Regions from separate parts of the Mus musculus genome. Here region 2 is linked to region 1. The links are chromatin contacts, called in public promoter capture Hi-C maps. All regions are on one chromosome and are shown on one strand. Each heading gives the region's core, a stretch centred on a gene start, on an enhancer-like site or on the middle of the called end of the contact. The rest is flanking DNA. Distances are from core to core; before and after follow the strand shown. Region 1 has its middle 55 kb from the start of 4930511E03Rik. Region 2 holds the start of Tafa4 (TAFA chemokine like family member 4).

The links. Promoter capture Hi-C pulls out the DNA fragments that hold promoters and counts their contacts.
Region 2: a promoter capture Hi-C map of hippocampal neurons shows a contact between it and region 1, with 10 times the contacts expected there. The contact joins the promoter of Tafa4 here to the enhancer-like site in region 1. A contact is called at or near these places in 4 of 39 promoter capture datasets (the C10 cell line, cranial neural crest, embryonic stem cells and 1 more).

Annotation. Positions count from the first base shown.
Region 1 is chr6:94,885,096-94,892,570 of GRCm38.p6, forward strand. No RefSeq gene overlaps it. Among named protein-coding and RNA genes, the nearest start is that of 4930511E03Rik, 55 kb to the right of the region's middle. Within about 2 kb of position 4,391, at least 11 of the 459 cell types and tissues checked have an H3K27ac peak or open chromatin away from gene starts, as enhancers often do.
Region 2 is chr6:97,057,333-97,064,807 of GRCm38.p6, forward strand. It overlaps Tafa4 (TAFA chemokine like family member 4), which reads right to left and starts at 3,079. Exons shown (of 6, transcript NM_177233.5): 1 at 2,799-3,079.

The DNA.
Region 1 (7,475 bases), core at 3,141-5,640:
AAAGAAGGAGGTACAATTAAGACTTTTTTTTTTGAGACAAGGCCTTGCAACTTATCAAAGATGGGCCTTGAACTCACTACTCTCCTATCTTTGCCTACTGAGTGGTAGGATTACAGGTATAACTAGCTATTTCTAGCTACTATACCTAGCTAAAATCCTAAAGAAAAGAGAAGCCACCTTAATGGGATAAGTGGGGATAATTTTATTCATGTGAGAACACAGCTCCATTGCCATGGGAAACTGAAGCTGAGACCATACATGGTTCTAGTACTGTCCTTTGTCCACAGAACATCACTTGTGAAGAATAAGAAGGTCTGGTCCACTTACCAACCTGTCTCTCAAGAGGTAACAATGGGTGTGGGTGGCACAAAGTAGGAGGGAAAGAGGGAAACAGGTGGCTTGGAAAATGTAAGCTCAGAGTTTATTGTTGCAGGTGTGACCGGCCCAAGTACAGTGGATTTGCAATGGAAAAGTAGGCTTGTCCCTGGGAGGAGCTGGGCCAGGTGGAGAAGAGAGACTGTCCAGAGTAATCCCAGGCTTGCAATGGCCTCGATACCTTCCCTGGCTGTCTCCATAGTCATTACATTGGGCTTCTGAGTGACATACTGTCAATGCATCGTAAAGAGAAACACTGGGTCAGTTCTCTGTTACTGTAACAAATACTCAAGAAAACCCACTTATAATGAGAAGAGGTTTATGCTGGCTCACGGTTCTGGGGACCTCTATTCATGATCAGGCAGGTCTATTATTTTATGTGTCTAGTGGGGACTGAAGGCTATCTCATAACAGGTATGTGAGGCAGAGAGAACTGTCCACCTCATGACTGGGACATGAAAGAGACCAAAAGGCCAGGGTTTATCCTTCAAGGCCACATCCCAGGGAACAGAAGGCCCTGCTCTAAGCATTACATGTTCAAGTTTTCACCACTGCCTAATAGCTGGACATTAAGCTCCCGTGTCTGGGTGTTTGGGCGATAGTTATATTCTGAAGGGCAGCAAATGGTCTCTGAGAAGATGGGCTTCCTGGGGGTTGTTTTGAGACCTGCTTTCTTTAACTCATCAGCTTACTGTTAAAAAAAAAAACAAATATGAAAATACTCTAATAAGAATAGAAGTCCTGTAACCCGGCTGGCCAGCTCTACCTCAAAGATACCTGTTGGGTATTTTTCTATTTTTCTAGATGCTTGTGATTAGGGTTTTGGGAAAATTAACACTTTCTTTAGAGTTAGGAAGTTTAAAGTTGTTTGCTTTTTTTTTTAAAAATATTATCCACGTTTGAACAGAATTGGGAGTGAAATGGCTTTTTCCTAAATGCAAAAAACTGGGTGAAGAAACCCAGGAGTGGGCTGTGTGTACCATTCAAGTCCCGACACACCTGACTCCGTGTCTCAGGATAGGATGCCCAAGGTGATGAGTGAAGTTCTGATGAGGCTGGCTGCTTTCCACACAGACACAAGAAATAGCTTCTACCCATGCCTCTGTGCGAAGAACAGATGTGTAAGTAGAAACAGATGTGTTTGACCACAGCTATACCTTCTCACCCCTTTCCCTAGATTTGGGGAATCATTTCATTCTGAGAGTCTGAGACCCTCCATGATGGATTTTTAGGGGTGTGTATATGAATGTAAATGCATTTGTGTGTGGTTATGAGTTTGATAAAAGTGAAGGCACAAGGCTAGTTGGATAGCTTAATCAGCAAAGTGCTTGTTGTGTAAGCATGGGTGCCTAAGTTTGATTCCCAGAAATCATGCTCAAAAAAAAAAAAAAAAAAAGTCATGTAGGATAACTCATGTCTGAAACCCTAGTGTTGGGGAGGCAAACTTAAGAGGATCTGAAAGATTGCTTCCCAGTCAGCCTACCCTACTTAGAGAGTTTTGGACCAGTGAGAGAGCTTATATTAAAAAACAAGATGGACAATGCCTGGGGAATGATGCAGCCATTGTCCTCTGGCCTCTGTATCCACACACACACTCCTGAACATGCACCCCTCTATACACACTAATGAAGGCATGTGGTCCTCATCTCAGTGTTACTTAGCATCCGTGAATAGTGGTGGAGCTCAAGAACATACATTTCACTAAGTGCTATGAGTAGTACATCCAAGCTCTAGTCCAGGTTAGTGCTTTTCCATCTTGATAACTAGACCATATTCTCTCCAACAAGGACACTCTCTAGGCAGACCTTTGCTATCTACGGTTCTTAAGTTTCTTAAGTGGTTCTTATGTAGCTGACATGGATCGCCTTCCGTGGTGCAATGTAACAAGAAACAAAAGTCAATATAGGGAATCCAGTTCTGAATCAAATCTATTGGAGCACACACATCCCAAGCCCTCAAGAGCCTCCTTCACAGTGTTACCTGCACTCTGTAACTTTACCCAACAGGCAAATCTCAGACACTGTCTTAAAAGCTCCATGCTCACAGGAATTGTTGGGGAGCTTAATGAGAACCAGCCTCCTGGATCCAACTTCTGATTGCTTTGACTCCGGCTAGATGAAGCCAATGGAACACTATCTGTACCATGCACCCAGGTGACTCCGATGCAATCTGTCCATGGTCCCTCTGAGAAAGAGTGTTTAGACCAGTACTGTGTCAGCTTGCTTTCTATTGCTGTGATAAAAATACCAGAGCCACTAAGACCTTGGGGAAGAAAGGGTTCATTTGGGTTACATGTCCTGATCACAGATGATCATTGAGGGAAATAAGGGCAGGAAGTGAAGGCAAGAGCTGAGGCAGAGACAACAGAATGCTACCTAGTGGATGGCTCCCCATGGTTTGCTCCTCCCCTGCTTTCTTACACCACAGAGGACCACCTGCCCAAGGATGGCAGCTCCCACAATGGACTGGGACCTCCCATAGTAATCATCAATCAAGAAAATGTCCTAAAGACTTACTTACAGGTAATCTGATGGAGACATTTTCTCAATTAAGGTTTCCTCTTTTTGGATGATTCTAATTTCTGTCAAGTTGATATAAAATTTAGCACAAATGCTTCTCAATTTGGGGTTATATTGTGGGGGGGATTTGACCCTGTTTAGAGACATTTTGATGGTCATAACGTGTATGTGTGTGTGTGTGTCTATTCCTAGTAAATAGAGGTCAAAGACAGTCAATATCTTAAAGAAAACATCCAGGAACTATTCCCTGGCCCACAACACCAAGCCTGAGGAGTGGTACTAAATCTACTGTATTCTCTTCTAGCCTCCCCTTCAGAATTTTGGTAGCTGGGATGGGGCAAAGCACGGCAGTAGAACATTTGCCCAGCAGGTACAAAACTCTGAGTCAACCCCCCAATAAGCAATTGAACGTAACTCCACAGCGCTCCTTAAGGGTAAAAGTCAGCAGTACATGATTTCTCACCCTGATGGAAGCTAACCCTTCTTTAGACCCGGATCCCTGGTACATTTGCTATCATTCGGGCCTCATCCCTTCTCTAGCAGACACTCCACAGCCGACAAATGCTGATACAGTCTCAAGCACACGTTCTTTGGGACAGGCCACAAAGTGCCTTTGTGTCTGGTGGGTCTTGCCCTTGTCGACAGGAAGAAGGGAACACCCACAGGCCTAATTTTAGTTTGAAAGTTTAGTACCAATGTGTTAGGGTTTGAAGTGAGGTTATGCAAGGATATGATGAATTCGTGACCTGGGCATGGGAATACCCCATGGTGATATTTTGAAGAATGGAAATTGGAATGGCAACAAATGTGAGAAGGGACACAGCAATGCCCACAACCTTCCTCAATTTCTAGAGGACAGTTAAGGTAAATGACACTCCCATACCCCAGATGGTTTTCTAAACACAAATAACATTGTTGTGCTTTATAGAATGTTGAACATGCTGCCCGGGCAACAACCACTCTGCTGACCTGGGAACCTTTAACTCTGTTATCAAAGGAGCTGGAATAATAAAATGAACCTCGTTGTGCAATTGTCTTGGCTTCCTTGGAACCCCTTGTCTCCTGCTTTAATTGTTACAGTATTTAATCAGGAGGCAACTTGGCTACTCCCACAAATGTATCAAGCTTCATCTAGGAAAATAGCTTTGACGTATTTTTTCTCTACATCCACCAAATAATACATTTGCCTCTGGGACCTCCCAGGGAAATCTGTGGGCAAAGAAGCTATGAGAAGACAGGGACCACCCAACAAACTCAGTCATCACATGAGGGCGGAGCCTTGTGGGTCCTCGTCTGCCACTGTGTCTGGCTACCAGTTGGCAACAGTGAGCAAATAACTTAGTCCCTAAGCCAACCCTGAATTCCAGGAAATTAAAGTTCAGTAAATAACTCTGCACAGATCTTCGAGAGAAACGTCAAGGAGACGGTATCCCGAATGGCTCTAAAAATAGCCAGGTAATTGCCTTTGAAGCTCTCTTGAGAAGATGCACTTAGCTGAAGGAGTGAAGCCGCGAAGGACTCCTTTGTTTGTTGACAGGTGCTGTCTCTATGTAGTCAGCCAGTCACCTCTGAAGTGGGTGTTGGCAACCCAATCAATATTTGGGTACTATGGAGTTACTATGCCACTGGGTTGACCGCCGTTAACAGCAAGGAAACCCATCGTGTGGCTTCTTTAGGCCATACTGTTTACTGAAATGATAACGCTGGCTTTCCTGACCTCGATGCTTGGTTCAGCTTGTCACACTTGGCCTGAACACTGTGGGAAGAGTATTCACCACCTCTCTCTCTGGTCTCCCTTGAGACTATTGATGCTCTTAATGCTACTTTAAAGATCCCCCTACCTTCTTTCCAAGCAAGATTGGAGAATCTAGACATGAAATGCTTCCGCAGAGCAGTGGCAGAGTTCAACCAGTTTGGCAAGTTGCTGCCTGCGGTTTAGGACCCACCGACCGCTTCACTTTCTCTCCTTGGTACTTTAATTCTTCCGTCTTGGCAGTAGACTGTGGAATAGACTTGCAGTCATGAAAAGTATGAAATTGTGTTTGTCTCAAATAGTTTGCTAGGTTCTTCATCAGTCAGAGGCCTACCACAGGTGTGAATATTTGTTTGTAATCCAAACATAGCAAAGTAAACGGTCGCATTTTGCACACCCCTCTTCCCATACAATGCTTTGAATATTTTCTTTGTGATGGTCAATGACTTTGTTTAACTTCAAAAACAGCCTGAATGGAAAGGAAGGGCTGGGAGACTTGAAACTGTTTGTACAAGGTCTGAAAGTGAGTGATGGCTAGGCTAAGCTGGGCATAGAGTCCTGACATTTTGTCAGCTCCCTGAGGAGGCAGATGTAATGTCCACGACTCACCTGCCATGTGTTGATGGAAAAACAACTCTGTCACGCATAGTTTTTAAGGCTACACACGTGACCTTTAACCTCAGAACCTTTCCAGAGTTTTCCACTGGGTATCAAAATTCTTTCAAATATTTCCAGCTGGGCATCTCCTTGAGCTGTAATTGCAGCTCAGCATTTTAACATTGGTGGCTATTGTTGAAGGAATATTTTCTCTCCCCCCATGGCAAGGACCATTTGGTGAACTCTCGCTGGTAGACAGAGGGAGGTGGGAAATTGCCAGGATTGTTAAAGCTTAGCCTTTTGCCTTCCAGTTGAATCCTAGAGTCCTGAAAGGGGAATATTTTTGTGGGTATTCAAGTTCCTGTCCTCATGTTAGGTTTCTAGACAGATCCTGGGAGACAAAGAACTTTTCCCTATTGTGAAGTTCAGTGTCTCCACAACAGAGTGGAAACTCAGACACCCTGAATCTAAGAACCAGAACTGATGCTAAATAAACAAATAAAGATCTAGTAACTGAATTTCAGGGCAAATTACAAATCTTCTGATTGATATTTTCTACTAATCTAATTAAAATGGTCAAAGATTGTTATAAAAGACATTTAGGGGCATACCCAATAAATAACATCATGAGGACATATCCAGAAGAGAATAATTCAGACCTAAAACAATACATTTCCCACAAACAAAAAGGGTTCACAGAGCTAAAAGAATGAAATACACACACACACACACACACACACACACACACTGAGTTAACTCAGAGACTTAATTGGAGAATTTCATGGAGGAAAAGAAAAAGCACCTACAGTTGTCAGTGATGCCCTGACAGGGCCTAGGAGTCGCTGGTTTGGTCACACTAAGTCTTGAGATAAATCAGAACTGCTCTGGACTGTGTCACAGGCGACAGCTCTCTAGAATTTTCAGTGAAGCCGAGTATTTCCACTGTTCTTTCCAAAGATGGTTCATTTATTTTTCTGACTTCTCAGATTGTCAGACCAAAGGACCCCAACATTTGCTGTGCACATTGATGCTTGTAGCTCCTTCATAGAAATTTCCACTGAAGTGAGCTAAAAATAACCAAATGAAAAGAAAGTGGTGGGCTCTATCTTGGGAACTATTAACATAATTTCCTACATTCCCCGGGTGAGGCCACTGAGATACAGTGAACTGAATGGTTTCTCTCCTAGGTTACAGGTTCATAAATGATAAATCCTTCACTTCTTTACTGCCCTGTCACGAAGTTCAGTGCCAATCTATAAGGTCTAGTTCACTCTAGACACTGTTCTGCCTTGAGGATTCCGTATACTAAGTTTCAAAACGTGTGGTAGTCTAGGAATAAAATACATTTCTGAAATTTCTCCCTCCCCTGTCTTTCTTTCACACACACACGCACACGCACATGCACACATGCACATATGCACACACACATTGGCCCTCAGTATCATAGGGGTTAGTTTTAGCACTTCTACACATGGCAAATCCATGGATGATTAAGCGTCTTTCATAAAGTGGCACAATGTTTGTAATAACCTATGAACATCACCCCTCCATCTTTAAATCATCTTCAGATAATCTATACATAAGTATCCATTAAAACGTATGTTTTAGCTGGGTGTGATGGCGCATGCCTTTAGTCCCAGCACTTGGGAGGCAGAGGCAGGCAGATTTCTGAGTTCAAGGCCAGCTACTCAACTACAGAGTGAGTTTCAGGACAGCCAGGGCTACACAGAGAAATCCTGTCTCAAAAATAACCAAAAACCAAAACAACAACAACAACAAAACAAAAAAGTATGTTTTAGAGAATAAATAAGAAGAAGGAATCTGTACACATTAAGTACAGATACAGTTGGGTATGGCATTGTGTGTGGATGTGGGTGGATGCATCCGTGCAGACTGAGGTGTGTATGTCCATGTGCTCAGAAGCTAAAGGACAACTCTGGGTAGCACATTGCTCTATTTTTAACTCACTGACCCAGAGACTGCCAAGGGGGCTAGGTTGGCTAGCTGGTGAACTTCAGGGACTCTTTTCTCTGTTTCCCTATCACTGGACTTGTAAGTATGCGCCACCACATCTCAACTTCTTGTTTAGGAGGGTTCTGGGAATGAAACTCATGTCTTCATGCTCATAAGATAAGCACCCTACTGGTACAGTTATGTCTCCTGCCCCAGACACAGTTTTCCCCAATATTTTCTCTTCTTTAAAAAACAATATTTTGAATTGGATTCCATCG
Region 2 (7,475 bases), core at 1,829-4,328, 2.2 Mb after region 1:
GTCTCTTGGGAGAAATGGTTATACTGCGGAGTGAAAATTGAGCAGGCAATATATTAGAAATGCAATTCCATGGGACAGTTCTCCAAGCCTGAACCACCTAAGGCTCTGACATTAGCTTTGTGAAATAGCATTTTCAGACCAAATAGTTATGGAGTGAGGAAGGTGACTGAGAGTGTCTCCCCAAGCCCATGGCACACAGCTTCACCTGTTTCTTACTCTCAGTCCCAGGCCATCTTCAGGGAGGATAACTTAACACCGAATGATCAAGTGGAGGGAGGCTTTGAAGACATCTTGTGATCCTGGATGACCTGGCACCAACATCCGATGATGCAAACACCTGTACGCCAACAATTCAGCCCACTGCTCCGGTGGCTGCAGTATGGTGGACAGAGCACACACAAACCTAGTCCATTTCCCATGATGTTTCCTAAGGAAACAGAGCCACAGAGGGGCTGAAAACCCCCAAAGGGAAAGGGAACATAAAGGGGAGAGTACACCTATGCAAGTTCTAATGAGATTGTAAAACCCCGATTGGAAAATTTTAGCATTAGGCTAAGCCACGTAACATAGAAACTCCCCCAAACTCTACAACCAGGCAACTAATTGGAGAGTTGGAAAGTGTCAAAAAAGACTCCATCCCCTTACCACAGGCAATATAGGATTCCATACCCAGTATACTCGGTATGATAGGGTGATTTTGGTCAATGCAAGCTCAAAACAGGCAGAGGATTGGCTGCTGATGACATCATGCCCATTGGTTAATCCCCAGTGAATACAGTTTTAATATCATATGCATCGATATATCATTTACATAACAAAGTATTGTAATAAGTGTGACAGTAAACGAAGGGGGCAGACAAATCTGCTATTAACAAAGGCTCTGTGACACAGAAAAGGAGGTGGGTGTGGGGACAAAGCAAAGATCTGTTCTTTTTTACTAGCAGGAACTAGGTTATCAAACAATACACGCCTCAAAAAAGATCACAAAATGAATATTGAAATCCAAGTGACCTAGAACAGTCCAGTCCTAGAAATATCAGAGGCTGCTTCCAATAAAGAATATTCAATAGCAAAGAGATATTCACAGGTCTATTTTGCAATGAGGTGAAATAATACAACCATTCACAACCTGCAAACTGCCTTTCTGAAGAACTTTATTACAGATAACAGGGAAAACAAGCCAATCAAATCATGACTTAAGTCTTCCAACACATTGTGACATGTCAAAGGTAGTTAGCACTGAGAGAAGAGAGCGAAGTCTAGAAAAACAGGATGGGAGAGGAACTTAAGGGAGGAAACCTTGAAACACAGCCATCGATCAAGCTATTGAAACAAACTATTGATCAGAAAGCATCCACACCTAGAAAGCTCTGTGCACCAAAGAGTGATGCCAAATCTCTGGGTCATTTGGAGAGGACATTAGTCACCATCAGTTGGAGAGACCCTGGAAATCTTAACAAGACCTGTATTTCCAACCCAGAGGACGTGGGCTTGCACCCCTGACTTGTGACTCTCAAGTTAGCAGAAATGTGCCTCATCCAAGAATCGGTTGTAGAATTCTTCAAAGCAAATCAAACGTCTGTTCCTAAATAGCCAAGCGGTCAACAACACTAACTACATTGTCAGACTGCCATTCCTAAATTATATTGGGGTTTTGTTGCTGGTTTGTTGTTTGCTTGCTTGTAGCAAAGATGTTTTGACGAAGCTTAGTCACTGATGTGCACAGGTTTGGTTGCCTGAGTCAGCAGATGGGCTATCCCCGTATCAAGGATTACAGGAAATATCAGACTAAGGACTCAATGGAAATACCCCCTCTCCCACTGAGGCCGCCTCCAAGCAGGGATTTTTGCCTGTCACATCTTATTAACTTTGCTCTTCTCGGAGGGAAGGGCATTAAAAAGTTAAAAGCAAAAAGAGTTCTGGGATCAGTACGCTTCACCAAAAGGGATACTTCAGTCCCGGTGGGGGTTGGCACATGGCTGCTACTCCAAGAGTCTGTGAACTTGTACATATGCATATTTCTGGCTGATTCATAACTCAGCGTTCAAGGGAAAAAACACACTAACACACTAGCAAGAAGCTTGTGGCTTGGGCTGCCTTCCCAGGTGCAGGCTATAAAGCTTTCTATTTCCAATTCTCCAAGGACAAGCTTGGGTTAAAGACGCCCTGCGGTGCGGTGCGAGACAAGTGGCCATGTAACTGAAGCAAGAGGGAAATAAATTTTGAGGCGCTTGCAGCTTTGGTGGACAAAGCCGAGATGCCTCACCAGAACTCTAAGACCCTTCCCTGTTAACCACCTGCGCTCCCAGTCAGCCCAAGCTGTCGGAGGTCCAGGAACCAGCCCACCTACTTCCTCCTGCTGATACTTGTAAGGACCCCTGCTCGGATGCAAAAGGATGAGACCTCAGTGGCCAGACAGAAGCTCCAGCTCTTGGGGTGTTCGCCCTGAGACTGCTCACCCCAGTTCATCAAGTGGCTGCCTCAGCACCAGTAGGGCTCCAGAGTCTGAACTCCCAAATTGGAAGTGGCTGCTGCCCGCCGTCCCTACTCATAACCCCTAGCTGCACGTCGTATCCTTCTCAGTGTCTCTTCTAACTTTAGGATGCACGCGGCTGATTCAAGTACTTCCCCCTGCTCCCTGCTAAATGCTGGAGTGACTAGGGCTAGCTACACCGAGACTAGTGAAACTGAAATTAGCCCCAAAGGCCACTCTTCTCGCGGAGACCATGCTTAAGCATAAGGTTCAAGGCTGCTCTAACCCCTTCTCCCGCCAGCTCTACCCCAGAGCCCATTCTTACTAGACTAGAAAGAGCAGCCGAGTCAGATCCGGGAGTCCAGAGTGAAGCGCCGATCACAGCACTGAAACCAAAGGATGCTCAGCTGGCGACTTGCGCCCATCACCCTCTTAGTACGGCCGAAAGTGGGGAAAGTTCCGGTGCTGCTGCAAAGAGAAGCCAAAGCTACCGTGGGAAGCGCCGTGTCTTAAAGAAGAAACATTGTCCCAGCCAGATCCCAGAGGGTGCAGACAGCCCTGCGCGCCCAGCAAGTGCGCCCCGTCCAGGGTGGCTCCAGGCTAGCAGTGCAGAAACCAGCCCAGAGCTAGCTGACCAGGAGGAGCCCGGCTGGCCGCTGACAGCGCTGATTGGCCAGACTGCCCGATTGCTGGCGCCCTTGTCAAACCCCGCAGTCCACGTGGGCCTGTCCTCTGAGCCCCACCCCCCCTCCACCCCTCTTCCCTCACCTCCCTACCGTACTGCTGTGTGCGCCTCTCCTAAGCGAGCGCCTCGCTGTGGCCACTACTCCGCAGGTGCTGGAGGAAAGGTGTTGATTCTTCTGAACACCTGAGAGCCAAGTTAAGCCCTGCAAACGGTAGGAGAATTTGGGGTTCCGCTCCCAGTTGAAACCATTTCCTCCACAGAGGTCCCACTACAGACTGCAAGCAGGCATCTTCTAACGTGTGCAAAAGCAGTCTGGCTGCATGCGTAATGTCTTTGCGTGAGAAAAAGAGAAAACTTGACACACAGGTTAATAGCTAAATGATTTTCTAAAACAAAAACAAACAAACAAACAAACAAACCTGTTTTAATGGGACTCATTGCCTAAGCATGCCAGAGACCAGCACTAGCACTACATAAAACTAGATGCAGTGATGCAGTCTGTGACCCTAGCAGGAGGATCAGAAGTTCAAGGTCATCTAGACGACATAGCGCGTTTACCGTTAGCCTGAATCCTGTCTCTAAAATCCAGTTCTTTGATGCCTTACCTCTACCTTGTTTCCAGCCCCATCCAATCGCTTTTCCCTCTTCCCTCACAGAAGTAACCAACAATCAGCGGCATTTAAACAGTATCTTCTCTCATCTGACCGCCATTGTATAGATGAGAAAACTAAGGCTCAGAGAGGCTAAATAATTTGCTCACAATTGTGGAGTTAATTAGTAGTAGTACCGCTTATATTTGACCCCGGTTAGCAAGCACGTGCCTTCTCTCTGAGACCAGGCTAGAATTTTGGACTTTCAGGCTCCACCCTAGAACCAGAATTTTCATTTAAACTCAAAGTCCCCATGTGGTTGTTATATGCATGCAGTTTGAAAACCACCATTCTCTGTCACCGTGCTGTCCTCTGCCACTGGCTAACAGCTCCCCCCACCCCACCCCCAGTCCTTTTATTTTTCATTGAATTAAAATGATGAGCCATCTACCGCAGACGCATCCACATATATCCACTTTCTCTCCCTGCTGCTTGGTCTCATCCAGGCCACTGCCCTTGTTTCCCACGCCTCCTGCCACACACACAAGCCACACCACATTATTTCCCTGATTGCAAAACAGTGACAATCCCTGGCTCTTTTGTTATCAAAATTGGGGCCTTGCAAAGTCAGTCACGCTATTAAATTGTCACCAACCTAAGGGTTTTCAACCATGAGCAACCCTTGCGAGCGTGCCTGTTCCTATGATGGTACAGTTAAAGGACATCCTGGTAAATGTCCAATGATGTGATATGCCGAATGCAGCAGTTGACAGAGGCAGAATGCCCCCTATGAACTGAGCTATACGGCCAAATCAGCACCACAGAAAGGTAAGTAATGGGAGGAGGGAGCTAAAGGAGTTCCAATTATTTCTTCATCCAGCTGCTTATCAAATGCCATGTCATCAAATGCTATGTGCCAGGCTTTGGGATGCTGTGACCAACCCAGCAGGCGTGACTTCTGTCTATAGTTACAGGGAAGGTTGGGCACCAAGCAATTCAACCAATGTACAAAAGAGGCAAATTCAGAGCAAAATATGTATTAAAAGATTATAGAATGAGCACAGGAATTATGGCGGTGTCCATAATTCAGATTGTCTGCCCTGGTAAAGTCACTGACATGGTGACAGCCAAGATCTAAAGGACAGAAGGTCTACCAAACAAACATCTAAACAGAGACTGTCACCAGCATTAGCTCAGTTGTCCTCTCGTAAAAACAACAACAACAAAACCAGCTCTGCCACTCATTGCATAGGCCCCTCCTTCTATCCTGCCAGCTGTTATGCACCATTTGAAGTTATGTCAAATCAATCAATGTCTGTATTATTAAAATGGGTCAGACTATTTTTTTTTATGTAAGACCAAGTGAAGGTCATGCCAACAGGTCTTTTGTTTGGTTTTTGTTGTTGTTGTTGTTGCCTTTGCATTTATGCACGGAAACTCACAAACTCCCTTTGTGCCTCTAGGAATTCTTGTTATTTGAACTTTATGTTTCTCTTTCCTCCTCTTATAACAGATGGAACGAGATAGTGGGCATATCTTGGTTTATAATACACACACCTGTGACTGAGCCTGTGGCAGGACATTCTGACACTACTAAGCCTATTTACAAAAATCTCTCCATTATCAGGGTGGGGAAGATGGTTCCATGGATAAAGCACTTGCCACTCAAACCTGGTGACCTGAGTTCAAACCCCTGGAACTGATATAAAATCTGGACTCAGTAGTACATGGATCTATAATTCCAGGGCAAGATTGGATGTAAAGACAGGAGACTCAGTCAGGCTTATATGGCAACGTCTGCAATGACAGTTTGTCTCAAGCAAGGGAAGAGGTGAAAACTGGCAGCCAAGTTTGTCTTCTGACCTCCACGCATGCCCTGAGACACACATACGCACAAATCCCCTTATTATTAAGTAAAACTTCAATTTAAAATTCTTTTCTTGCAATGCTCATGTACCTGGAGTATAATTTTTCCGTAGAAGACTAATAATGATAACAACAAACATTAATCATAGCTGTGTGTCTGAGTATGCTAAGTGCTTTATGGGGTTATCATGCTCATCTTCTGAAAAAGTAAATTTCTCTTAGTACAGCTTCTATTCCACAGATGAAAAAGCTCCATCTCCAAAAAAAGGTCAAATAATAAGCCCGTGGTCCTGAGCCAGTCTGTCACCTAAAGTCTGTGCCAGAGTGGCTAGCAGAAACAAATGAAGCAAGCCTTTAGAATGCAAAGAGCATGTGTCTATCCCACTGCATTGGTCTTTGAAATCTTCAAAGCGCCAGTCACTCACCTTTTTTTTTATTTACCCCAGCCCTTTAACTTTCAAGTTCACTTTTCTCACTAAATATTTGCTTTGCATTCCCTTGCTTCAAACTGGGAACTATAAGGACCTTGATAAATGAAACAACTTGTGTACTTTTTTTTATTTGTGTGAGGCTGATCAGCTCTTCTTTCCTCTGAGGAAACGCATCGGACTTCTTAGAACTGTCTACTTTGACATACACCGATATCTCACTCACTGACAGCTCTTTAACACAAAGGAGGCCCACCCCTTACCCAAGTAGCAGAAAAACAGGCGAGGAGCAGCATTACCCCTCCCAGAGGGGATGCTGAGTGCCGTGTAAAACACCGGCTTCACCTCTCCTTACACAGATATGAATAGGTCTTCCCTCCTGCCAGAGAATGAACTTTTGAAAATGAATCAAGATCTGTTCTCACAGCTTCCCCATAGCTCTGATCCTGGAGAAAGCCCAGGGTACTTGCAGTGAGGAAAAGATATAAGGCTCCTCTGGCTAGGGCTGGAATCCCTCACCTTCCTCAGGAAGTACAGGGTATACAGTTGCTAATGACTTCCTGCCTTGGATGGCTTGGTCAGACTTGTTTTAGACTTCTGGAACTCAGACAAGGTGTCTGGCTATTTGCTTTGGAAGGCTTAGGTGGGGTTCACTACCGTTCCCTTTGCTGACCACAAGGGTTTCAATAATTTATGTCTTGGACAGGAACAGCACTTCAGGGCAAATTAGTGTAAGAGGGATTTATGAACCCACAGCGAAGCGCATTTTTAGAGATAACATGAGAGCCACTGCATACAAAGATACAAACTCGATTCTGATATGGCCCAGCATCATGTAGAGTGGATAATGTCCTCTCTTCCCCACCTCTTCTATCCCAACATCTCCCAGTTTCGTTGTCAACCTCTGAGCTACATTGAAGATTGGGGATGCCATTCATTCTTTATTTCATTGATTCTTTTACTAGCTCATTTAGAGTTTCTGCTTATCAAAGGAATGTGTGCATACTTGTGTTTATAGCAGCATGATTCGCAGTGGAATAAAAGTGAGAAACAGTCAATCTGTTCAACAGACAAATGGTAACCAAAGTGTGGTGTGTTTGTGCAACTTGTACAATAGAGTATTATTACTATCAGCCTTAATTAGGAGGGGGATTCTGACACACAGAGCAATGAATAAATCTCAAACACAGACAGTTATAAAAAGACAGTGTGATTTCCTATAGATGATGTACCTAGTATAGTAAGATTCATAGAAATAAAAAAAGTAAACTGTTGGTTGCCCAGGACCAGATGAGGAGGAGATGTGGCCATTGCTGTTTAACAGAAAGAGACTTCCAGCATAGGAGAGGAAAGATCCCAGGAGATTCCATGATGATGGCTGTCCCAAAACACAAGTGCATTTGATAGCATCCAGTTATTCACTTAAATGCAAT